4 separate regions of the Mus musculus genome follow, and regions 1, 2 and 4 are each linked to region 3. Evidence: chromatin contacts called from public promoter capture Hi-C data. All regions are on one chromosome and are shown on one strand. Each heading gives the region's core, a stretch centred on a gene start, on an enhancer-like site or on the middle of the called end of the contact. The rest is flanking DNA. Distances are from core to core; before and after follow the strand shown.

Region 1 (5,982 bases), core at 2,323-4,822, 1.8 Mb before region 3:
GGTTATCAGAAGGGACATCAGGATAAGATAACTGGTGCCAACCATAGGAAGGTCTCTAAAGAAAACTCATGCCGGGGCTGGTGAGATGGCTCAGTGGGTAAGAGCACCCGACTGCTCTTCCGAAGGTCCAGAGTTCAAATCCCAGCAACCACATGGTGGCTCACAACCATCTGTAACGAGATCTGACGCCCTCTTCTGGTGTGTCTGAAGACAGCTACAGCAGTGTACTTACATGTAATGAATAAATAAATTAAAAAAAAAAAAAAAAAAGAAAACTCATGCCACCACCAAAAGCTACTAGGCCAGCAAAGGGCCAGAAGGCCTGGACAGAAAGCCCAGGCTCAGGCCTCTCCCCCTCTAAGCTAAGGGTCAAGCCCTTGGAAGAGGCGAGAAAAGAAAACTGTGCTAAAAGCAGGCAAGAGGAATCCAAGGGGAAGGAGGTTTCCATTGGGGGTGTGGTCAGAGGTGGGAGCTGTAGAGAGCTATGGAAATGTTATATTCACTGGGCAGAGTGGTGGCCACATAGGCTTACATATGCCTGAAACCCACAGGATAGCCACGCATGGTAGGGCATGCCTTTAGTCACAGCACTCAGGAGGCAGAGGCAGGTGAATCTCCAGCTTGGTCTATATAGTAAGATCCTGTCACAAAAAAAAAAAAAAAAAAAAAAAAAGACAGAAAGACAGACTACAGGACAAACACTCACCTGGCTATACAGCCAGCTGGGCAGTGCTGGTGCATACCTTTAATCCCAGAACTCAGGAGGCAGAGGCAGGTGAGTCAGAGTTCAAGGCCAGTCTGGTCTACAGAGTGAGTTTCTACAGCTAGGACCATATAGAAGAGACCTTGTCTTAAACTGCACACCCCCCCTCAAACAAAAGACCACTACCATATTTGTTCTTGTAAGAAGGCAAATGAGTCTGTACATTGCCCTGCAACATATTCCCCAGCTCTGGTGACTTACGGCCTGGGTATCTGAAGATCTTTCCTCCAGCCTATCAGAATGTAAGGCCCGATGTAAAGGTGGTGGGTTGGGAAGTGAACGTTTGTTAGCCAGGCCAGAGTTCTTGGGACCAAGGCAATGAGGAAGAGTAGGCAGAGGCAAAGTAAGGGGACAATCACCCTGTGATTGTGCACCCTGACTCCTGCCCTCTCCTGGATTCCCAAGGCAGGCAGGGGCACAGCACCTGGTAAGGTGACACAAGCTGCCACAGCAGCCACATTGTGTCCTTGCAACATAGTCACACCTGTCTCTGAGCACAGGCTCACCTCCTACCTCTATCACACTCCAAGTTAATAAACTACAAAACCACCATGACCCCACTCCATGATCTCACTCCATAGCCCTGGCTGGCCTGGGGATCTGCCTGCCTCTCTGTCTCTCAAGTGCTGGGTTTAAAGGCATGTGCTACCTACCATACCCAGACAATAACAGAGTTCTATCACAGTGACTCTGTGACTCTGGGCTATAATGGGATATATATGGACTATATTTTATCATATGCATGGGATATGAGAAGGTCAGGCATGCTTATGCTCTCTTGTCTGGGATGCTATAGGCCTAGATCAAGGATGCCATTGTCTGTCAGACCCAGTGTGGCACAGGGCACTCCTGACAAAGACCAACACTTGTACCTGGGGAATGGCTGCCACGTGGCAATCACTACACTACACACTAGGTGCTAAGGTGGGATAATGAGGAAGACTGTCAACGCTCTGCCCATCTGCTTAGTAATTTGCATTCTGCATCAGAGAGAGGAAAAGAAAAGAATCCTGAGGCAGGCCTGCCTCTGTCACATGAGGATGGGGGCTATGAGCTCAGTGGCCTAACATCTAACACACCCTGTTCCTCCCAGCACCGACTGGGTGTCCAGAGGCTGCAGCCAGCCAGTCACAGACTCTATCTGCTCCAGAACCAAGAATGTAGACTGGGAAATGCAAGGGTCCTCAAAATCCATTTCTGTTCCACCTGAGACCCAGAGTGAGCAAAGCATCATAGAATAAGCTGGAAACAAAGCTACTACCTGACCCTGGCTCCCCTGATGGGGCCTGCTAGGCTCCACAGACACACCGCTCATCCATTCAAGGCCAACCGGGGAAAGGGAGTCGTCATTTCCAGCTAACTAGGGGTATGGATGTCCATCTGTAAACGGATCTTCTAGGACCCTCCAAACCGTGACATATCCTAAGGAGGTCTCAGGGTCAGTCACCTACAAGGTGTCCCATGTTCATGACTCTGCAACTACCCACAACTCCCAGTACTCCAGTTTAGATCATGAGAATTACAGGACCATCATTCCTTGGGCTCACGGTCAGATCTTGGGATTTTAAGGGGTGACTACAAGTTATGGGCCTGCATATCAGCACTCCACACTCTCACCTAATCACATCTTCATTACCCAGAGTCCATAAGACCCCGAGACTGTATGGAGACACAGCTTCTTTTATAGAGGATGGGCAAAGGCCAGAACTTCCTGCCTCCAGCCAGCTGCTGAGTCCCATCAACGGCTGTGTCCTCCCAGAGAAGGGACCAGCCTGGTGAGTTGTTGCCCTCCCTTCACTTCCTCAGCAAGCCAAGGGGGCTTTCACAGCAGCTCAGACCGACTCACTCTGCTGGTTAGTAGGGAGGAAGCAGTGTGTAAGTCCAGTTCGCTCAGGAGTCAGCTGGACCAGGGGAGCATAAGCAACCTCACCGCTTTCTCCTATCCAATGAGCTAGAGACCAGGAGGGATCGGCGTCTAGACTGAACCAATACCTAGCACACCTTCTCCAACAGGCCTACCCGGAACAGGAAAAGCTGAGTCTAGATGTTCCCAGACACCAGCAGGCCTGGAGATGCTTCCGGGGAAGATGCCCATGCTTAGATTGTTCCTGAACACCGGGCCCTCTAAGCAGCCCCAGCCTTGGGAAGCAGGGGCGGGGAGTCTTAAGAGTAGCTGCCCCTGTCAGGTGCTCCCTAGGAGCTCGTATCCAGGCCCCTTGCCCTCCACCGCTCCGGCGGGCACGCGGGCCATGTGAGCAGCAGGTGCAAGACGCGGGGGTGGCAGGGATGACACAAACCATCCTAGCGCCCACCTCCCACAGCCTGCCGGCCTCCGCCACAGCCCTCCTGCCACACCAGGCTGGCGCTTCCGTCTGGATGCCGCGATGGAGGTGGGAGGCGGTTCCCTCCCGTTCACCGGCTCCAACGCACAGCGCCCCCCGCAGCCGGCCCTCCCGCCAAGGACGCCGCTCCGCAGTGGCCCCCGCCCCGCCCTCCGGCCCGGCACAGCGCTCCCGCCAGGCCTCGGCGCCCGCCCGGCGGCGGCCTGCGGCGCGGTCCCGCCCCCGACCCGATCCCGCCGCTTACCCGGAGCGCTGCAGTCCGCACACACCTCCGCTCGCGGCCCCTTCCGGGACATCCTCAGCGGCGACGCGGCCGCAGCCCTCTGGGCCAGCGTGGGGGGCGCGGGCGGCGGGCCCGGGCGGCGGCGGCGGCCCTGCGGCCCGGCCCGGCTCCCGCAAGGCCCCGGCGAGGCTCCGCGCGCGCGGCCAACCGTCCGCCCCCGGGGCTGGCCCGGAACCCGCCGTGCCCGCCCGCCCGCTCGCCCTCGGGCGCCCTCCGCCCCGCGCCGCCCCGCGCCGCCCCGCGCCGCCCCGCCGCCGCTCGCCGCTCTCCCCGCCCCCTGCGCGGCCCAGGCCGCTCCTGCAGGAAGCAGTGAAAGCCCTGCCCACCGGGGGAGGGGCGGCCCGCACCCCGCCCCGGCGCTCCGCTCAGCTCCGTGGCTGAGCCTCTCGGAGAAAGGAAGCCTGCGCGCAGGCGGGAGTGGACGGGGGTTCTTAAAGGAGCCGCGGCCCGCGCCCGCCTGGTCTGCAACCGAGACACACGCTAGCACTTTGACCTTCACTTTCCGATTGGGGAGTGGTCCAGGGGACGCTCGGCCCAAAAACCGAGAGACGGACGTGGTGGGGATCGGGGTGGACAGGAAGCATTCCCAGGCACAATGCTCCTAGCGGTCAGAGGCTGGGTTGGGGTGAGGTGTGTGTTCTGGTCCCCTGTGTCCAAGTCAGTGTGTCCAGGTGGGTCTGTGGCCATATCCCTGCGGTGTACACTCACTACCACCAATATGGACGGCCAGGTGCCCGAGAGGTCACTTAACTGTGACTCCCTCTCTGTGGGACTAAAAATACATCATTCTTGTTTCAAATAGGAAAGCAAAGAATCTGGGTGATTATTAAGAGTGTTGTGTGCACCAGTAATAACTTGCTATCTGTTTCGTGTACATCAACGATGTTTCCGGGCTGCCCGACGGGTGTGTATGTATCCTAAGCATATGCTTATAACAGGAGCCAATTTTTGTAAGGATTTTTTTTTTCTTGGACTTCTCATGGAGACGGGGGTGGGGGGAGCAAGGAACTAAAGTGCATGTTGCACGTGGGTGCACCCCACACTGAGCATGCTCCCCCATACACGTGTGACCCGTTTGTGCCCAGCCCCCACCCCTACAGCCGCAAAAGGGCTGTCAGAGAACTCAGCTTATGGAGAGGGCAAAAGCACACAACACCAGGTTGGGGGGGGGGGGGTGAGGGGCGGCGGCGCGCTCGTAGGGGAAGGGGCAGGTCAGCGGTGGCAGAGTTAAGGGAGATTCCTGGGTGTTAGGGATTCCTGCTCAGTAATAAAACGGAGGTTTGAGGGGAGTCCTTGGTTAGGGGTGTCTGAGTGGGTCTATTTCTCCCAGCAATGCCAGAGCAGCAGTGACTTGTGGGTGGGCAGGCTCCTTCCCTAGGGGGAGACAAGTAATGCTTATGAGTCACACCACCCAAAATACACGCAAAGTTCCATCGCCTTTTGCTGCAACCCAGATTGACAAGTTTGTTTGAAATTGTGATCCACAGGATATATTTATAATCTCACCTTAAAAAAAAATCTTGCAGACACCCCCCACCCCCAACCAGTAGCTCAGCAGGTGGGGCTTCTGCCAGCAAAGGGTGGTGGTCATGCCACACCATGCTGCACTCATACCCAAGAGTCTGTAGGCTTGGTGGCCGCAGCAATGGAGGTGGGAAGCAGTCTAGCAGCTGAAACTGGGCGCGCAGCCCAGGAGCAGTGGCCGCCCGTTCACCCCGGATCGACCCCCAGCTATGGAATTTCATTTATTAAATGTCGAGGCAGCTGCTGGCAGCCCCGTCGCTTGGCTGCCTTTGTTTCTTCGCTGTGTGGGCGCGTCTGGAGCACGTGGCAGCCAGGGCGTTGAGACCAAAGGGAAAGCGACCTGGGCTTCGTGTGATAGCCGGCCATCTGGCAAAAGGGCAACCTAGCCTCTAAATGCATGCTGGCCTCTCTCCTTTCTTGGAATACAGGGCGTGCAGAGGAAGAATGATTCACGTCCCCCCACCCCGGCCACCCTATCTCCCTATTGGCTCAGGGACTGCCTGGGAGGGACCCTGGCTCACACAGTCCAAACTTTGTTGCAGAACCCCCAACCTCACCACAGCCAAGCTTTAGAGCTTGAAGATGGGGGAAGAAGGGTTTCTGGCTTCCCCGAAGATGTCATCATCCCAGGAACTGAACAGCTCAAATGGAATCATACACAAGGTTTTGAAAACGATTTAATGAGGAATTGTACAGGCATTCTCGCGGCCTCTCCTAGTTGCCCCTCCTTTCTCTAGCCCCCTCCTCAACTCGGGCTGCAATCACGACACTCTGCTGACCCCTGGCGGTGGAGGTGGGCTGCGGCTCTGGGCTGCAGAGACGCCTACCGGCTCCTCCCAGGCTGCAGAAAGGGGCGAGGCAGTCTACTCAGTCCTCCCGGGCCTGGCACCACTGGGTGTGCAGGAAGCAGGAGAGAAGAACACACAAAGAAACCCAAGAAGGGCGCAAGGAGTTTGCAAGCTTTTGCTGTCGCTTCCCACACAAACACTCTCTAGATTGTTGTTCTAAATCGGGTTGGCCAGGAATTCCTTATTTCTGCCTTGAGGTGGGCTCGAGGAAGGCAACATGTT
Region 2 (5,469 bases), core at 2,561-5,060, 1.2 Mb before region 3:
AGTTCTAGGATAACCTAGAAACACTGAAAGAAAATGAACAGAGATCATAAACTAGAGTACATGATGTCCAAAAGGACACAGAGGGTAAAGACACTTTGTTTTTTTTTTTTTTTAAGTTCTTCATAAGACATTATTAGTAAGGTGGGGAAAAGTTTTCTTCTTGACAGTGCTGAAACTGGTGAGAACTTGGAAAAATAAGCATCCTGCTCCTGGACAGAGAGCTAAGGAGATACAGTCACCTGAGCTTGATATGAGAACAAAACCTTAGTTTGGGGCTGGAGAGATGGCTCAGTGGTTAAAAGCACTGACTGCTCTTCCAGAGGTCCTGAGTTCAATTCCCAGCAACCACATGGTGACTCACAACCATCTGTAATGGGATTTGATGCCCTCTTCTGGTGTGTGTGAGTACAGCTACAGTGTACTCATATACATAAAATAAATAAGTCTTTTTTTAAAAAAAACTTAATTTGGAATGAACAAAAACCTTAAATTGGAATAGCACTCATCCTACAGTGAGTGCTAAGCTTAGCATAAGCTATTTTCTCAATAATGAGTTGTTGCATTTTAAAGGAGGTATTTAACTAACTGGGTTATATAAACATTTAAAGACAAATGATAAGTTTGGAAGGAAGGAAACAGGAGGATCACTTCAGCCAAAGAGTTAAAATATGATAATTTAAAAATTGAGACATAAATTTTAAAAACAAAACAAAGCAAACAACCAAGTACTTTCTTCTTAAAAATCATGGTAAGGACAACAAAGTCATGCTGAGAAGTACCACTGTTCCAGGATGGAGATGCTGCTCAGTTGGCAGAATGCTTACCTAGCATGCAATAAACCCTGGATTCATCCTCAGCACTGCATAAGCTAGACAGGGCAGTACATGCCTGTGATCCCAACACTGGGAAGTGGAGGCAGGAGGAGGCTATGCCACAGAAGGGCTGTTTCTCTACCTTCCCACTCAGTTTCACAGCTCTACACCCTTCATATGCCCCTGGCCACCAGAATCTCTGCTATCCTTAGATCCTAATGTTCAACCACAACACACCACCATTCCTCCATTTAGTATGTTCCTGATACAACAAAGTTCTAACCGCATACATGATGGCGTCCCTGAAGATTTTATGACAAGCATTAAGAACATAATCATCTTTTCATTTGCCCCTGTAAATGCATAGTCAGAGCTTCTGCAATTTACCGCTTTCTATATCCACTTGAGTTTTTAAAGGTCTACTTCCAATGACACCCACCACTAAGTGAGGTCATGTCTTTAGGACATTCAAGTATTTTGACTTTCAAAACAGAGGAATCTAACCCCTGTAAGCATTCCACACTAGTGAAGACTAGGGTAACTCCAGAGTGCCGCCTTTAACAAAGCATAGCTGCACTGCAGGAGAGGCTAGAAAACGCTGAGAGCCTCTGTGAGGCCTTGGATTAAGGGTAGCACTCTCCTGGAGGAAAATTTAAAGGGAAAATTTTGACATACTTGGATATAATATTTTCACAGACATGAAACCATGTCTACAACACATGGTCAAATGAGAAGGTTTATAAAAGGCACACATAAAAATTCTTAGTTTGCTCTTATATGAAGAGCACTCATACAGAGGATAAAGACTTGATGGATAAACAGAAAAAAACACCTCCCTCCTGGTAGGCTACAGATTTTCTACACTGAACAAAAGTGATTTTGTAACAAAGAAAAAAATTAAATTGTGTTTTTTAATAGAGTAATTTTTGTTTTAGGCTTATCTGTACACTGCCTCTCTCCTGCACACCATTCCTATTTCTGCTACTTCTTGGTGAGCTATTTAGATGAATATTTCACAGAAGTATATTACATCACCCATGTACTATGCTCATGTTCTACTAGTATTTGGAGTAACATGATCTATCACATAAGACCACCTGCCCGATTCCAGATTAACATTTCCAAGCTTACCCTAAGAGACTGCGATCAGGCCATGTTAAGATTATTGTGACATATTAACTAGATCATCTGACAGACCACACATCCCAAGTCCTTCTGAATGAAGGCCTGTGAGTGCTAAGTAAGAACTTTCTGCTACATAATAAGATTATTGCAAGGTCATAATTTTTTTCCTTTAAAATTTAAAAATCAAATTTTCTATGGTATAATTGACTCACAGCAAAATAATACCCATGTTAAATGTATCCTTTGAGCTTTGAATTGCCTTAAGTAGCAATAACATATTTTCTGTCAATACACATAGACTTGGAGTAGTTTCCAAATAAGGGGAAAAAAAATGCAAGGTCCCTTTGGTTCAATTTTTTTGAGACTATTTCTCCTGTTTGGATTCCTAGATAACCAATCTCTCAGTGTAGATGTATTTTCAACAGTTGTAACTGGACAGCAGACAGCAAAACAACAATTCTCAGCCAGCAAGGAATGAGAACTCAAAATACTACAAAGTAACTACTGACAGGAACTATGAGAATAGCAACTCCAGCTGCAACCACAGAGCATATTTAAAAATAGCCGGTTACAATCTGTTGTAATCACTTTATGTTTTTTTCTATTTTATACATTTGGACTTTAGGGCAATTCTGGGACATCTCCTATGGTATGGATATTTTTCCATTAATTATTAATTATTTGGCACAGGCCAAATCTGTTAGTACATAGCTCATCTTTTGCTTTAGGTTTATCTGTCTGCAACTTGATAAGCTGTTTCTCTCTTCTGCTACTTCTAGATGAACTGTTAAGATTAAAACTGCACGAGAACAAACCGCACACATCCAACATCACATAATATCAAAACATGATGATATGCATTCAAAGACCACCATCTGTCACGTTAGGAAACAAACTAAATGCTAATAGGCCACAGAACACTGAAGCCACCACACAGGTGATGTTCTTGGGCCTGCCCTTTTCTAGTGCCTATTCTCTGGCTTACTACAAGTTCTGTCAATGCTACAAAGCTCTGTTATCCCAGGGCCATTTTTAGGACAACAAAATGTGCTGCTGTCAATAAAGTAGGCAAGAAGTCGTAGACCTCACCAGAGCTCTTCTGGTTGGTGACTGGCTTGCCTTCCTGAGGCACAACGTGTTGAAACACATGCTGAGCACCCTGGACCGTGGCCCTCCTCAGACATATGTCCAGCAGATCGTGGGTGGTCCCGACATTCTGGGCAAGTACGAACTGAGGGTCAGAATTTAGTTTCTGGATCAAAGCAGATACCTTCTCCGAATTTAGTCCTGTGGGAAGATCAAACGCCATTATAATTATATCCCCTCCCAAAGAGGCTGACGGGGACAGCTTTAGGATAGGGTCACCGTAGATCCTAGATTTAACTTCGCAAGAGCATCCTGCAGAGTGCTGTACCAGAAAGCCCTCTCCCGGCATCCTCCCCGCGTGATGTCGTCTCTCTCCTGGTGCTCTCCCACCCTCCCGGAGGGCTACATCCCGGCCCTCGCCTAGGTCCGTCCCCCCCTCCCCACCCACCCCCATCCCATCCCACGGCCTTTCACGCCGCCGGGCCTCACGGGTCCGCCGAGCCCGGGAGAGGACCCGGGAAAACACTCGTGGTACCAGCGGTGCCTCACCTGCGTTGTTCATGGCGCCCAAACTGCTTCGTGGAGGAAACGTTAGTTTTCAGGGTTTTCAGGTGAGCTCTGGGGTTACACTACAGTCCGCTGCCTAGCTGGCCGGACCTGGTTCTCGCACCCTAAGCGCCGGAAGAAGGAAACCCGCTCAATGGTGGCCGAGAGAAACGGGGTCCGCGGAGGGACAAAACTCCCCCCTCGCGTTGCTGAGTCAGCGCCATCGGGGCTAGCCCCGCCCGGGGGAGGGCCGACAGGGGCGGCCTTTCAGACTCTGGGGCCCGCACCTCGGCCCGGGAGCGGCAGGGCGAAGCCACCCACGATTGCAGCCCCCACTGCCAGCATTGCTCACTCTTCGCCTCGGCTGCGCCCTCCGCCATCTGTGATCCCTCTTCCTGGCTTCAAGGGCGCCCTCCCGGGATCCCAAGCTCCTAGAGGAAGGAGGCTGAGGGTTCCGTGCTGATGAACCCAGATCCCTCACTGTCTAGCATTGGGGAAACTGACGCTTAGAACTCCTTTGAGAAGCCAGAGGAGGTTTTGTGAAGTGAAAAGGAAGTAAGGGACCCAAAATTAGCCATGGGACGGCAGATCTCAAGAAATCCACCCAAAGGCTTTTCCTGTAGGCACTTAGCTGACCAATCTGTTCATCTTTTTCAATTGCAACTTGTTGCTTAGAGTCTAGTGAGAACAAAGTTCTTGTATTTGAAAGGATTTTGGAACCAATCTCTTTCCCACCCACCCATAAGCTACTACCACGGTTCTACAAATACACATCTGCTCATTTCATCTACACATTCTGGGCTTCGCAAGGCTCATGAGTGGTTCCTATTGAGCCCAGCTTGGGCTAAGGAGAATGATTACGTCAATTTTATGCTTTTTTTTTTTTTTTTTTTTTTGCTAATATCTACAAAACCTGTAAATCACACACACACACACACACACACACACACACACACAGAGTCTTCGAGATAATTAATCAGTTTTTCAAGACGGGGCGGGAGAGTCCACTGCATAATAAAATAAGTACAAATGCACACTGTAGCCTTACTATTCAGATTTTCCATGGAGCCTAAAACCTAAGTCTTAAATTGAAAATCACCCATGGTTCAGAGGAATTCTGATGTCTGGAAAGTGCCACATGCAGACAGCCATCTGTCACTTGAGAATTCAGTCTCTGTGTCCCTGAGAGACTTAGCTAAAGACCTGCAATTCGACATAGCAACCATCTCCAAGGGAGCCCATCAACTACCCTATCCTGTGGGGCTTTTTTTTTTATTTTTTCCATTTTCTGAAGAAAAAAGAAACAAGCTACAACTCATGCTGAAAGAAATCATGGGCCCTTTCACCAAATAAATAAATAAATAAACAAACAAATAAATAAACAATAAAAATGATGTTCAAACTTCCTGCCCAATTGGACTCAGCCCAAAGAATAAAATTGTATTCAACATTTGTGGTGTAACAGGTCCTCAGCAAGTTTCTGCTGATATAAAAAAAATTAAAAACTTTAATCTTGTCATCAAGAGACTCATGATGTGGGACTGGGAGATAGCCCAGCAGATAAAAGCACTTGCTGATGATCTTCCAGGGGACCCAAGTTCGGGTCCCAACACTCAAGTCAGAAAACTGTAAGTCCAGTTCCAATGGGTCCAGCCAACACTTCCTTCTGGCTACCATGGGCACTCATCCCATGTGCACACCTATACACAGAGACATACACATTCAAAACAATTAACGTGGGAAAGACATGCAACAGAACCTATGCTATCTCACAGTAGTGCTATATAAGTAGTAGCTAGCAGTGAGAGCCAGACGCTAGAAAAACAGAGGTGATAAGGCTGGGCTCAAGAGTAGAACACTTGCTTAGCGTGCACAAGGACCCTGGATTTAGCCCCCAGCC
Region 3 (6,163 bases), core at 838-3,337:
AAAGCTTCCACAGGAGAAACTGCCATTCAAGGAAAAGGGTCTGACCTAACATTTGAAAAAGCAAATGTTTTAACTAACATGGAAAAAACATGAGGAACACTTAATTCCAATCTTGTCTCATTGGACCCTACCACTTCCCAAACATTGAACTCACAGGACCTAGCCTTAGTATTCATGCCTTTAATCTCAGCACACAGGGAGGCGGAGACGGATCTCTGAGTTCAGGACCAGTATGGTCTACATAGTGTTTCAGAACAGCCAGAACTACACCTGCAATTAATTAAATCACAGGAACCATGTGTGTGACTTTTCATTTTTAAATACTAGTTTAATGGCCTATTGCCTAACTCAAATATCTAGTTACACTTCACAAACACAGTAGATATGTCAATGAAATTCTCAGAAAAAAAAAAAAAAAAAAAAAAAAAAACTAGACTGCAATTAGCAGGAGCTAAGTTGAGAATCTAGCATGTACTAGGGTCTAGTCTCCATCACCTGCAGGTGGGGTGTGTGTGTGTCAAATTAACAGAAGAGTAACTATTGAAATTTGTGTGTGTGTGTGTACACACACACACACACATATACATATATATAAAACCATTCTCTTAAAATGGATAAAACAGAGCTGTGGTGTAGCACAGTATTTGAGCACTTGTCTTGCTTGCATGCAATCCTGGGTTTGAGCCCCAATCATGTAACAATGAAATCATAAAACAGAAAAACTACAATCTTCTACATTCCTAATTCAAACTCCCCAAGCCTCAACTGAGTGCTCAAAATAGGTAAAGCTCCCCAAGCCAAGGAAGAGCATGCATTCCACCCGAACTTGGGTTGTCAACCCAAAGTGCTACTAAACATTATTTGAATTAACCATTTCTCAGCAGGTCTTTCCATACTTCATAATGACGAGTGTGAATAGTACAGTCGTCAATTTTACAAACGGGTAAACTGAGGCACTGACTCTGCAAAGGGAAATTCGTACTAAGGAATCCTGGCAAGCCTGGTCTCCTGTATTCTAGCCATCAGAACTCCGTGCCTATGAAGGATGGGGACAGAAGGGGGAAAAAAAAAACCCGCAGCAACTTTAGGATATCCTGGGTAAGAACAAACGGGGTAGGAGTGAGGTTCTGCACCTCCCCGGAAGAAGGCGAGGCTAAAAAGCCCCCCAAACTCTCAACTCCAAGGTGTGTCGGCCCAAAGGAAGAAATCCAATCGCAGCATCTCAGCTCGCCTCCACCCAAGGAGGGAGGCTCTGCAGTGATTTCCAAACACTCCACCCTCACCAGAAGACTCCTCTCCACCGCCGGCCCCGAGAAGCCGTCCGTTCCAGAGGCTTCTCCTTTGTGAGGCTCCACGGCCGCCGCCCCACACTGGGCCTCAGGGGAAAAGCCACCGCCCCCACCCGCCATATTTCCCCGAAAGGCGCCTAGCGCTACAGCTCCTCGATGCCGCCCTCTCCCGAGCGACCGGTACCGTTCCTCACATCGCCCCACCCAAGTGTCCTCCTCCACACCCCGCCGCGGTTCCCGAGGGCTCCCGTGGGGATCGCACGCCGGGAGCCGGCACCCGCCATCTCCTCCCCCCTCCCCCGCCCGGGGACTCGCCCTCCCCCTCCAGCCGCCATTTTACAACCAACTCCTCCACCCTCCGCCCCGGCCTGCTGGCGGGCGAGCGCCTGCAAGCTAAGGACACCGGAGGGGTCAAATCCCTAGGCCCGGGGACTCCCACCGCGCCGGGAGCCCGCAGGCCTCGGCCTGCTTCCCGACCCACGTCCCAAGCCGGGCTCCGAGACGGCTCCGCCATTTTGTCTCCGGTTCCCGGCCTCTGTGGGCGGCGGCGGAGGGTCCGAGACTTCCAGCCCCCCGACACCCCCCCGACTCACCGTCGTATCGCTCGGCCTGCTCTGCCAGCTTCGCCTGGTACACCAGATCCTCCCGATCATCCATTGCGGCAGCGGCTCCGGCAGGGTCTGCGCGACGGATGGAAGCGGATAGCGTCTCCGACTCTCTCAGCTTCTCGCTCCGCGTCCGAGCAGGAAAAATGGCGGCGCCTCAATCCGGGACTTCCGCCTGCGCACGCGGACAACTGCTCAGCTCTATGGCAACCGCTCCCTGGCAACTGGCGCGGGGGGGGGGGGGGGCGGATCCCGGAGTTCGGCGCCAGAAAAGGCTGGAACCAGCGCGACAGACGCCCCTCCTCCGTCGGCACAGCGGGCGGCCCTGTGGCGAGGCGGGAACTGCGACTGCGACGGAGAACGGCCCCTGGAGCGGCTGGAGGCGAGGTCGGCCTAGACTGCGGGAGGGGAGTTAGCCAGAAGCCCGTGCGGGGCGACCGCGGGCTGGCCTGTGGGGGACAGAGCGACAGGCTTGATGGGTTCTTGCTACGGCAGGCCTTCCTCGTTGAAGATCAACCGGCCCTGTGCATTCTAGCACATTTTTCTCATCCAATTTAAAGAATTGACAAGGACAAGAAGGGAAAGCTCGAGTTTTCACGCATCATCATCTCCCTTGCTTCCATACTTTAAGCATTTTCTTCTCCCCTCCAGCCATATTTTATCTCTTTGGCCTATCGTAGATAGGACTTTTGTTTAAAATCTCTGGTTTTGCTTCAAGCATAGGTGAGTGTGTTTAATTCCAACACTAGTGAGGTAGAGGCGCAAGGATCGAGTTTGGATCAAGTCCCATCTACAAAGCAAATTCCAGGTCAGCCAGGGCTACATTGTGAAACCCCCATCTCAAAAAAAAAAAAAAGGAAAGAAAGAAAAAAGAAAAAGTGGTCAATCTCAGCTAGTTAAGGGAAACCCTCACTCGAGGGAAAAAGGAGACATAGTGGCTTGCCTCACTTGGAGTGCAAGGTGCACCTGAGGTGTGTAAGGGCAAATTGACATTGATGAGTTAGAAATAAATAATCCTCCATGGGGATTGCTTCACTTGCAATGGCCACGCCTAGTCTGCTTCCTTATGGATTTTCAACATCTTATACTCAATATCAGCTTGCTGCTGAGCCATGCAGAAAAAGGGCCTCAAAATGAGTGTGAAATCAAAAGGTTGGGATCAAGGCCTGAGGTCACACGCCCAGAGGTTTGCATCTTAGTCTGTGAACGGACAGGAATTGTTTTGTCCAAACGCTGGAGACTGACCCCCACAGCTTCCACCGTGTGTTTTGCCACTGAGTTATAGTCCTATCTGGGCAAGCTGTTTTGATGATTCTGAGTGGAAGGTGACATCGTCATAATTGTACTTAAGAAAAGTATTCCGTACTTACTGAAGCGGTGGTTCACGCCTGTAATTCCAGCACTGTGGAAGCAGAGACAAGGATTGCCACAAGTTCCAGGCCATCCTGGACTAAAAATACCCTACCTCGAAACACAAACACAAAAAGAAAGGAGCTGGTGGTGAGAGTTTTGGTTTCTTCAAAAACCCAGCTATGGTCTGTGAATGTGTTTGCGTTTTAATCCCAGGCGTGGGATAAGAGGCGGCTTCGAAGCAGGTGACTAGGATTTACCTTGTGCACTAGCAGGGCTGTGGTCTTGCCAGCTGCGGATAGTTTATGTTTGGATTTCTGGAGACTCTGGAGAGGAGATAAATAAATGCCAGAGCCCAGAGGGGAACAGGGGCACTCCAAAGAAGAAGGCTGCTGCTCCTGGTTGCTTTTGTTGCAGTTTGTCAAATGGCCATAAGCAAAGAGACAAGAAGTTAGAGATACCCTGACGACAAAGATTAGACTTGCCCCAAGGACCCCGATGCCCCCAGTGAGCAGGAAGTAGCCTTTAGAGGTCTATATTCCCTTTCCCCTTCTTTCTCTCCTACCTAGTGTTGGGGGGGGGGGGGTTGGAAGGGGAGGTAGAGATATAAAAACCCAGTAAAATAGACAAAAAATATGCCAACAGGAGAAAGAAAACATTGCATAGCAGTAATGAACAAGAATGGTAAATTATCATATTACAAAATATAAGCAAAAGTAATCGATACTAGCCTCTGGACAGAGAGGAAAGGACAGACAAGAATAGCATCACGGAGAGGCCACAGGACTTTGTAGCTGACCAGCCATGTGAAATAAAACTTGACTTCCCACCTTCCCACCCTGTCAAAGGAATGAGCAACAGTACCAGTAACATAAAAGAAATACAGAGCTGAATATGGTAACTCACACTTATAATCCCAGCACTGAGAGGCTGAGGCAGGAGGATTGCCATAAGCTTGAGGCCAGCCTTGGTTACATAGTTCCAGTTCCAGGCCAGCCCCAGAAAAAGGATAAGACTATGTCTTTAAAGCAAACAGGAAGGCCAGGGATAGTGGCACACTTGGGAGGAAAAGCAGTTGGACCTCTTGAGTTTCAGGCCCAGCCACAGAGCAAGTTTCAGGACACCCAGTGCTACAGTGTGAGACCCTGCCTCAAAAAATACACACAAAAACCATGACAATAATAAAAAAAACAAACAGGAGTCCAGGAAGAGTTGCTGGCTAAGATAGAGAGAAAAACATGAACTCTTCTTTAGCACGTGCTGGTTCTGAGATTCCCCAAGCATTAGGCAGGTAGAATAGCAAACATGGAGTTGAAAGGGGGCTGATAAGCCTGGCATGGTGGTATACCTGTAATCCCAGCACTGAAGACAATGGGACTGGAAGATTGGGAGTTCAAGGCCACTCTCAGCTACACATCAAGTACAAGCCCTCCTGCCTTCCTAGTGCAGTGAATTAAGGTGTGTCCCACCACCTACTTTGTTCTTTGAGACTGACTCTCTTTCTGGGACGTGGAACTCTCAGTAGCCTAGGATGGCTGCCCAAATAAACCCCAGAGTTCTACTTGTCTCCACTCTCTGCTGCAAAGTTCACATGTGAGTTCTGCAGGCTGAACTTGCACTATCTACCCAGCCTCTCTAATAAACATTTTGTTAACACACATTACACAGAATGGCATTTTGGCATTTTTGTGCAGGGACACAGTGTTTAGGTCCTGTCACCCCCTTGCCTTCTCATCCCTCACACTGGCTGATCTCTTCCTGCTCACAACTGGTCTGTCTTACTTTCCTGTCCTTGTGTAGTGAGAATTTTGGTTTCTTTAAAAAGCCAGTTGTTCTGTAGCGATGTTTTTGCTTTAATCCTAGGTGTGGGATTAGAAACTGCTTCACAGCAGGTTACTAGGATTTGCCCAGGATTGCTCTAGCAGGGATGGGGTTTTGCCAACTGCAGTTAGTTTCTTTGAATGTGTGACATTTGGAATTCTGGGAACTTTTCAGAGGGTATAAACTACAGGGTCCCACATCTGAGGGTTGACTCCGGGGAGGGTCCTGTTCCTGGTCCTCCTGGTGCAGTTTATTAAGTGGTCCTAAGCAAAGAGTCAAGAAAACTAAATTGGATATCTTGTCCCAAGGAGCTCAATGCCCCTAATCAGTAGGAAGTAGTCCAAAGATGTCTCCACCCTCTTTCCCCTCCAACCTTTCTCTCCTACCTAGTGTTGGAGAGTTAGAAGGGATTAGGGTGGAAAGGGTCAGAAGGCTCAGTGGTTAAGAGCACTGACTGCTCTTTCAGAGGTTATGAATTCAATTCCCAGCAACCACATGGTGGCTCACAACCATCTGTAATGGGTAATGGGATCTGATGCCCTCTTCTCGTTTGTCTGAAGACAGTAACAGTGTAATCACATACATAAAATAAATAAAGCTTTAAAAAAAAAAAAGCCCAAAAGAATAGGGCTGCATCCTTGTGTGTGTGTGTGTTTGTGTGTGTGGTGTGTGTGTGAGTCAGTGAGTTTAGTTGGCACTGTTTTTTTTTTCCTTTTCTTTTTTTACATTTTATTTATTTTATGTATGTGAGTACACTATAGCTGTCTTCAGACACACCAGAAGAGGGCATCAGGCCACATTACAGATGGTTGTGAGCCACCATGTGGTTGCTGGGAATTAAAACTCAGGACCTCTGGTAGAGCAGTCGGTGCTCTTAACCGCTGAGCCATCTCTCCAACCCTAGCTGGCACTGCTTACAGGAGCGTGGGCACCTTACAAGTGGCTGCATCACTGAAGGAAGTGTCACCAGTTACCAGTGCAGTATGGCTTTATGTCAGCTTGACACAGCTTTATGTCCTCTTGATAGCTAAGAGCCTATCAGAGGAGGGAACAGAGTTCCAGGACAGCCAGGGCTACACAGAGAAACCTTGTCTCGAA
Region 4 (6,035 bases), core at 2,367-4,866, 1.3 Mb before region 3:
GCTGTTGGAAAACAGACTTAGGGCTTTACACATGCTGGGCCAGCACCCTACTGCTGACCCACATCCCTCAAAGGTGGCATGTGATAAATAAGGTGTATAGTAGAGGGCAGGTGACTGCAGCCCAGTGGATGGAGTGCTCCACATTCACTGCCTATGTAGAATATACTGGGCATGATGGTGCATGACTGCAGTCCCAGCAGTGTAGAGGAGAGCAGGAGGCTCACAAGTTCAAGGTCATTCTTGGCTAAAGAGATTCTAAAGTAAAACCTTAGAAAATTATAAGCATAGAATATGGTTAATACAAATGAAGGCTGGATCATAGATCCAATTATAAGATCTTCTCTATTAACCCAAAACATGGCAAAATAGTGTCTGGGAGTGGGTAGTGAGTGTAAGACCCCCGAAACTGGGGAGACCTCCGCTCAAGTCCCGGGATGAGCTGGCCGACACCCCAATAACTCGAGAGAAAAACCACACTTGATGCAAAGAGGCTTTATTGTCAGCTAGCTGAGGACGAACTCCTTTTGCCACGCGGGGCAGGGGAGTTCGACCCTGAGCGGTAACAGTAGGGGGTTTTAAAGGAAAAAGTGAGGAATTGGGAAGAGTTGGGAGGAGTTTGGTTACAGCTCTTCTCTGGTGGGTGTCCTTGGTAAAATTATAAGCCATGAGGAGTGGGGAGTGAGTTGTATCTCTTCTTTGTGGAGTTTATCTCCGTGTCCTTGGCACAGGGAGCCAGGCAAGTGCCTGGCTAGGTCTTTTTACAATTATTGCATCTCTGGTTGTAAGGTATAGAAACAAAAAGGCTTTTTGCTGGCTATAGAGAACAAAGAGCTTCTTTCTGGCTGTATTTTTAGAGATCAGGGAAAACAAGCTTGGGGGAAACACTTCAAGTCAGGATCTCACATGAGCAGAGAACATATGGGGAAAATGAGAGCAAATGATAGGTGTTTATAACCTGTGATGGTTCTTCTCAGTTGTCAACTTGACTATATCTGGAATGAACTGCAATCCAGAAATGGTGGGCACACTTGTGATCTGGATCTTGAGCCTGGAAGACATAGGCTTTGATCTGAATCTTGAGGTGTGATGTCACAGGCTTTGGATCTGGATTGACACAAGCCTTTAATCCAGATCTTGAGGATACCTTTAATCTGGGCCATATCTTCTGTTGGACCTAGATAAGGACAATGGAAGGAAGCAGTTTATTCTCTATTTGTCCGCTTGCATTCACTTTGCCGGGACATCTGTTGGAGCCTACTTCTTCAGGCTGCAGCTTATTATAGAAGACCAGCTGAGACACCCAGCCTCATGGGACTGAGCCACTACTAGATTCTTGGATTTTCCACTCACAGCTATTGATTGATTGTTAGGTTAGTTGGACTGTAGACTGTAGCCTTCAAGTGAGTGTGTGTGTGTGTGTGTGTGAGTGTGTGTGTGTGTGTGTGTGTGTGTGTGTGAGAGAGAGAGAGAGAGAGAGAGAGAGATTCCATAAGTTCTTTAACACTAGAGAACCCTGACAAATTGGGGCTGGAGAGATGGCTCAGCTATTAAGAGCACTGACTACTCTTCCAAAGGTCCTGAGTTCAATTCCCAGCAACCACATGGTGGCTCACAACCATCTGTAATGGGATCTTTTGGTGTGTCTGAAGAGAAGGACAGTGTACTCACATATATAAAATAAATAATTGTTTAAAAAAGGCATACTATGCTAACATTAATCAAACAGAACTGGTTATACAAAAACAGGAATGAATAGAGTCAATTTTTTTTTTCTTTTGCAGTGCAGGAGTTCAAACCCAGGGCTTTGAGTATGCTAGGTAAGTGTTCTACCTTTGAAACATAAACCCAGATCTCAGTTTCAATTCTTAATTATACCAGAGTTATTGTAACAGGACACCACTATCCCACATGTCCACATGACTTCCAAATATATGGGGGTGGGTGGAGACAGATCAGAGAAACAATTATGCAGCCTTTTTATAGCTGGTTACTATAAGTTGTTAGGACCTGGGTAACATGTTAGGGCCTAGGTAACTGTTACTTGTCTAGCCTGCCATTTTGTGCTGTTACTAAGGAATCTTATATGCTGTCACTGCTGTTGCTAGGATGTTCTGTGCTTCAGTTTCTTGAAAACCAATCACAAGCAATTAGAACTGCTTTGTATAGTTAGCCACGCTAAGCTCGGACCCAAACGTGAGCACATGTATATGGTTTTTACTTTTATAAGCTGCTCCTGGGATGGACCCCAACATAAGAAGCCATTTGGAATAAAACTTCCATTTTGAGCAGGGGTTGAATAAAGTTCCTACCTAAGACATCCCAGGGAATTGACATCCTACTTGGTAGAAAGAGGCATGTACATGGATAACTGATGTCCTGGTTGGCAAGTTAAGACATGAATGTTAGGCAAGTCCTCTGCCACAGTTGAATACCTCAACTAATGAGAACAGGATAAGTGTACAAAAAAAAAAAATGCTTCTGATGAAATTGCCTAACTCTAAATCCTGATTGGTGGAGTAACTTGGCACAGATGTTTGTGGATTTTAGGCTTAAAAGCCCTATAGGATCTTAACTCAATGCCACAGTCAGCTCCTGAGTTTGGTCTGTGGACCTGATTTTTCAGTCTTGGGGTGTGATATTTAATCTCTATTAGACTGAGATTGGTGTCTGAGTGGTTTGTACGGTAATTCCCAGACACCAACACTAGTTCTAATTTTTTTGTTGTTGTTTTTGTTTTTTGAGACAGGGTTTTTCTGTGTAGCCCTGGCTATCCTGGAACTCATTTTTAGACCAGGCTGGCCTCGAACTCAGAAATCTGCCTGCCTCTGCCTCCCAAGTGCTGGGATTAAAGGCATGCGCCACCACGCCCGGCTTTTTAAAAAAAATTTTTATTTTTATTTTTTTGGTTTTTCGAGACAGGGTTTCTCTGTATAGCCCTGGCTGCCAACACTAGTTCTAAATGGTGGATGCACAGATGAAATGTAGCCAGGTTTTGTCTTTTAAAATGGGGTGGCACACTTGTGATGAGTTACTGTCATTTAGAAGGCTGAGGCAAAAGGATATTCTGGACTATAGAGCAAGATGGTCTCAAACAACTGCACTGCTAATATCAGTTCTCGGCGAGGGTGCCTGCATTTCCAGCATTCCGAAAGCTGAGGCAGCAAGATCTTGAGTTCTAGGACAGTCAGGGTTATATTATATAGAAAGGCTTTATTTAAATAAAATAATCAGTTCACATTGAGGTTCTATGGCTTTTCGGTTTTTTTAGTCACTCAGAGCCAGCTACACTGAGCAGCAAAACAAAGCAATAGATGTGTAGGGAGCCGTTTTGAAACTCATTAAATTCAGATAATTGGGGCCCACTCCGACTCGGTCCGGATTCAGCAGGCGTCGCGGTTGGACGTGACTCTAACACTATCTCCAGTGACGAGGCTCGTCCCCGGAGCGCGGTCCACGAGCCTCTCTCTGGACTAGAACTTGGTCATCGCCTCCCCGCCCTGACTTTAAGACTCTGAGCCGAGCCGCATCCTAAGCAAGACACAGCGGTAGGCTCAGCGGCTAAGCGAGTACCGGAACCGGAAGTGCGCGTATACACGTCGGCGTCAGCGTCTCGTCACGTCCGCGTCGACCAGGTCCAGCGGAGACGGGAACAAGATGGCGATCCCGGGCAGGCAGTGAGTGATGGGGAAGTTAGGGTCCGGCTGGGGAGTAAGAAGCCAGGGAGACTGAGTCTTTAGGCCGAGGCGTCTGAGGTCGCCGGAAGTGCAGGGCCACCCCCGCCCCGGTTAAAGGCGGGAGAAGGCGAGGAATTCCGAGCCACTTAGGTTCCCCACCCCCCGTCCGGTACATTTTTCCAGGTTGCAAGCCCGAAGTTTGAGAAACTTGTGAGGAAATAAAGGAAGTTAGGCTGAGGGGCAGAGAGCGAGACTTTTCTATTTTCCAAAAGCTCGGTCTGAGGCCCCTCAGTCTTGCTTCCTACCCCGCGCTTGAGTTTCTCCCGGTTGGATGCGCTCAGGGGCACCGAGAAGAGAAACTCCTGGTTGCCTTTGAGGGCCTCGTTCTCCCTGGCAGATGCTCAGGCAAGACCAGCCTCCCGCCCTCCCTCCTGGGGTTACGAGTGTGGTGCTGAGAAGCCACAGAAAAGAGTAGGCATATAGGAAACTGGTCTTCGCTGCCGGGAAAGACACAGATACGGTTTACCTGCCTGGAAATTTATTCTTGGGCGTGTAAACCTTGCAGTGCCAAGCATGTCCCGTGGCCTTTGCATTTTAAAGCCAAAACCTCGAGAAACGAAACGTATTAAATCTGGTGATGGCCAAACCCAGGCACTATTGCATGTGCCAGCAAGATTTTGCTGAAAGGACCCTGATATAGCTGTCTTGAGTGAGGCTATGCCAGTGCCTGGCAAATACAGAAGTGGATGCTCACAGTCACCTATAGGATGGACCACAGGGCCCCCAATGGAGGCGCTAGAGAAAGTACCCAAGGAGCTGAAGGGGTCTGCAACCCTATAGGTGGAACAACAATATGAACTAACCAGTACCCCACTGGAGCTCGTGTCTCTAGCTGCATATGTAGCAGAAGATAGCCTAGTCGGCCATCATTGGGAAGAGAGGCCCATTGGTTGTGCAAACTTTATATGCCCCAGTACAGGGGAACACCAGGGCCAAGAAGTGGGAGTGGGTGGGCGGGGGGGGGGGTATAGGGAACTTTTGGGATAGCATTTGAAATGTAAATAAAGAAAATATCTAGTTACAAAAAAAATGTGGTGATGGTTTTCAGAGGCGCTGAAGCAAAGCAAACGAGCCCAGTGGACGGATGGGAACTTGCCCCCATGGTGACTTGCTCGCAGACAAAAGCAATTGAGCCAAATAAGTGAATGGGGACTTGCCCGAATCTCTACGTGGGTTTCTTAGTCAATTTTTCAAGATCTTAGCTACTGTGTGGGAAAAAAATCAGAGGACAGTTTAGAACATTTTGGTTTTTAGCAAGTTTGCAAAAACCACTAGCCTGTTTAGGATTCCTGTCACTTCACTATCTAAAACATTGCTGTAGTCTTCATTTTCTCCTTTAGTAAAAATGTTTTGAGTTTGGCCCAGGTAGACAAATAATAATAACAACTATAAAATGACATTAGAATTTTGAGGTCGTTGCAAAGCGGTTAGTCCATTATGTGTTCATAGGTTGTATGACATGTTTTGATTTGGGAAGTTCATAAGGAAGAAGTAGTGGATGTGTTATGTTCTTTAAATGTTTATGTTATTTAAAGATAATGGTGCGATTTCTATTTCAAAAAAAAATTACGCAGGTATGGGCTTATTTTGCCAAAGAAAACACAGCCGTTGCACCGAGTTTTACAGAAACCGTCAGTGTTTGGGAGTGATTCTGATGACGATGAGGTAAGGGGCCCTATGCTTAACTCATGTATTTTAAAAACTGCTTGTGAATTTGTCTTCACCTTTGTTTATCAGTACAGTGGTTCTGGAGTATCTTTACAGACCCTTCAAAAAAAAAAACAACCTTTAAAAAGCACTCAATTGCTATTTTCTGTATGACCAAAGATGACCCCCCCCCCCATAAACTTAGTCATTTTTAGATAGTTTGGTACACTCTTTATAGTCACTTAAATACCAGTGACCTAGCTGGCTTGGAATTTAATGTGTAGACCAAACTGGCTTTGGACTCATAAGGCTCTGCCTGCTTCTGCATCTGCCCTCTGTGTGCAGGATTAAAGGCCCGTGATTCAGTACCTAGCAGTGTTACATGTCTTTGTTACTTAGGGTACGTGGCTAGGCTTTGTAGGATCTAATTCTGTTGTAAACTGAAGGCCATCTGCATAATGTCGCTTTCAACCAGTTTAGAGTTCATCGACAGAGATGCATGCAAACACTGAGGCAGGCTGAAATGTGGAAAGAAAAATAACTGAGGATTTTTCTGTGCCTACTATACTTTGATCTTCACAATTACCCTCTATTACTTTCATTTTACTGATGAAGTTGGAATTCAAATAGGTTAAGGAATTTTCCCATTACTAG

What was found. Promoter capture Hi-C pulls out the DNA fragments that hold promoters and counts their contacts.
Region 1: a contact with region 3 is called in a promoter capture Hi-C map of liver, with 5 times the contacts expected there. The contact joins the promoter of Git1 here to the promoter of Ywhae in region 3. A contact is called at or near these places in 4 of 39 promoter capture datasets (cranial neural crest, liver and pre-B cells).
Region 2: a promoter capture Hi-C map of hippocampal neurons shows a contact between it and region 3, with 5 times the contacts expected there. The contact joins the promoter of Blmh here to the promoter of Ywhae in region 3. A contact is called at or near these places in 2 of 39 promoter capture datasets (hippocampal neurons and liver) and 1 of 9 other capture datasets (adipose tissue).
Region 4: a promoter capture Hi-C map of pre-B cells shows a contact between it and region 3, with 2.0 times the contacts expected there. The contact joins the promoter of Nsrp1 here to the promoter of Ywhae in region 3.

What each region holds. Positions count from the first base shown.
Region 1 is chr11:77,491,002-77,496,983 of GRCm38.p6, reverse strand. It overlaps Git1 (GIT ArfGAP 1), which reads right to left and starts at 3,572. Exons shown (of 20, transcript NM_001004144.1): 1 at 3,350-3,572. The coding sequence starts at 3,401.
Region 2 is chr11:76,943,997-76,949,465 of GRCm38.p6, reverse strand. Blmh (bleomycin hydrolase) reads right to left here and starts at 3,810. Exons shown (of 12, transcript NM_178645.4): 1 at 3,573-3,810; 2 at 3,027-3,224. The coding sequence starts at 3,585.
Region 3 is chr11:75,728,811-75,734,973 of GRCm38.p6, reverse strand. It overlaps Ywhae (tyrosine 3-monooxygenase/tryptophan 5-monooxygenase activation protein, epsilon polypeptide), which reads right to left and starts at 2,087. Exons shown (of 6, transcript NM_009536.4): 1 at 1,883-2,087. The coding sequence starts at 1,946.
Region 4 is chr11:77,076,018-77,082,052 of GRCm38.p6, reverse strand. It overlaps Nsrp1 (nuclear speckle regulatory protein 1), which reads left to right and starts at 3,616. Exons shown (of 7, transcript NM_001012309.2): 1 at 3,616-3,674; 2 at 5,309-5,399. The coding sequence starts at 3,655. Mir423 (microRNA 423) reads left to right here and starts at 3,881; the gene lies at 3,881-3,989.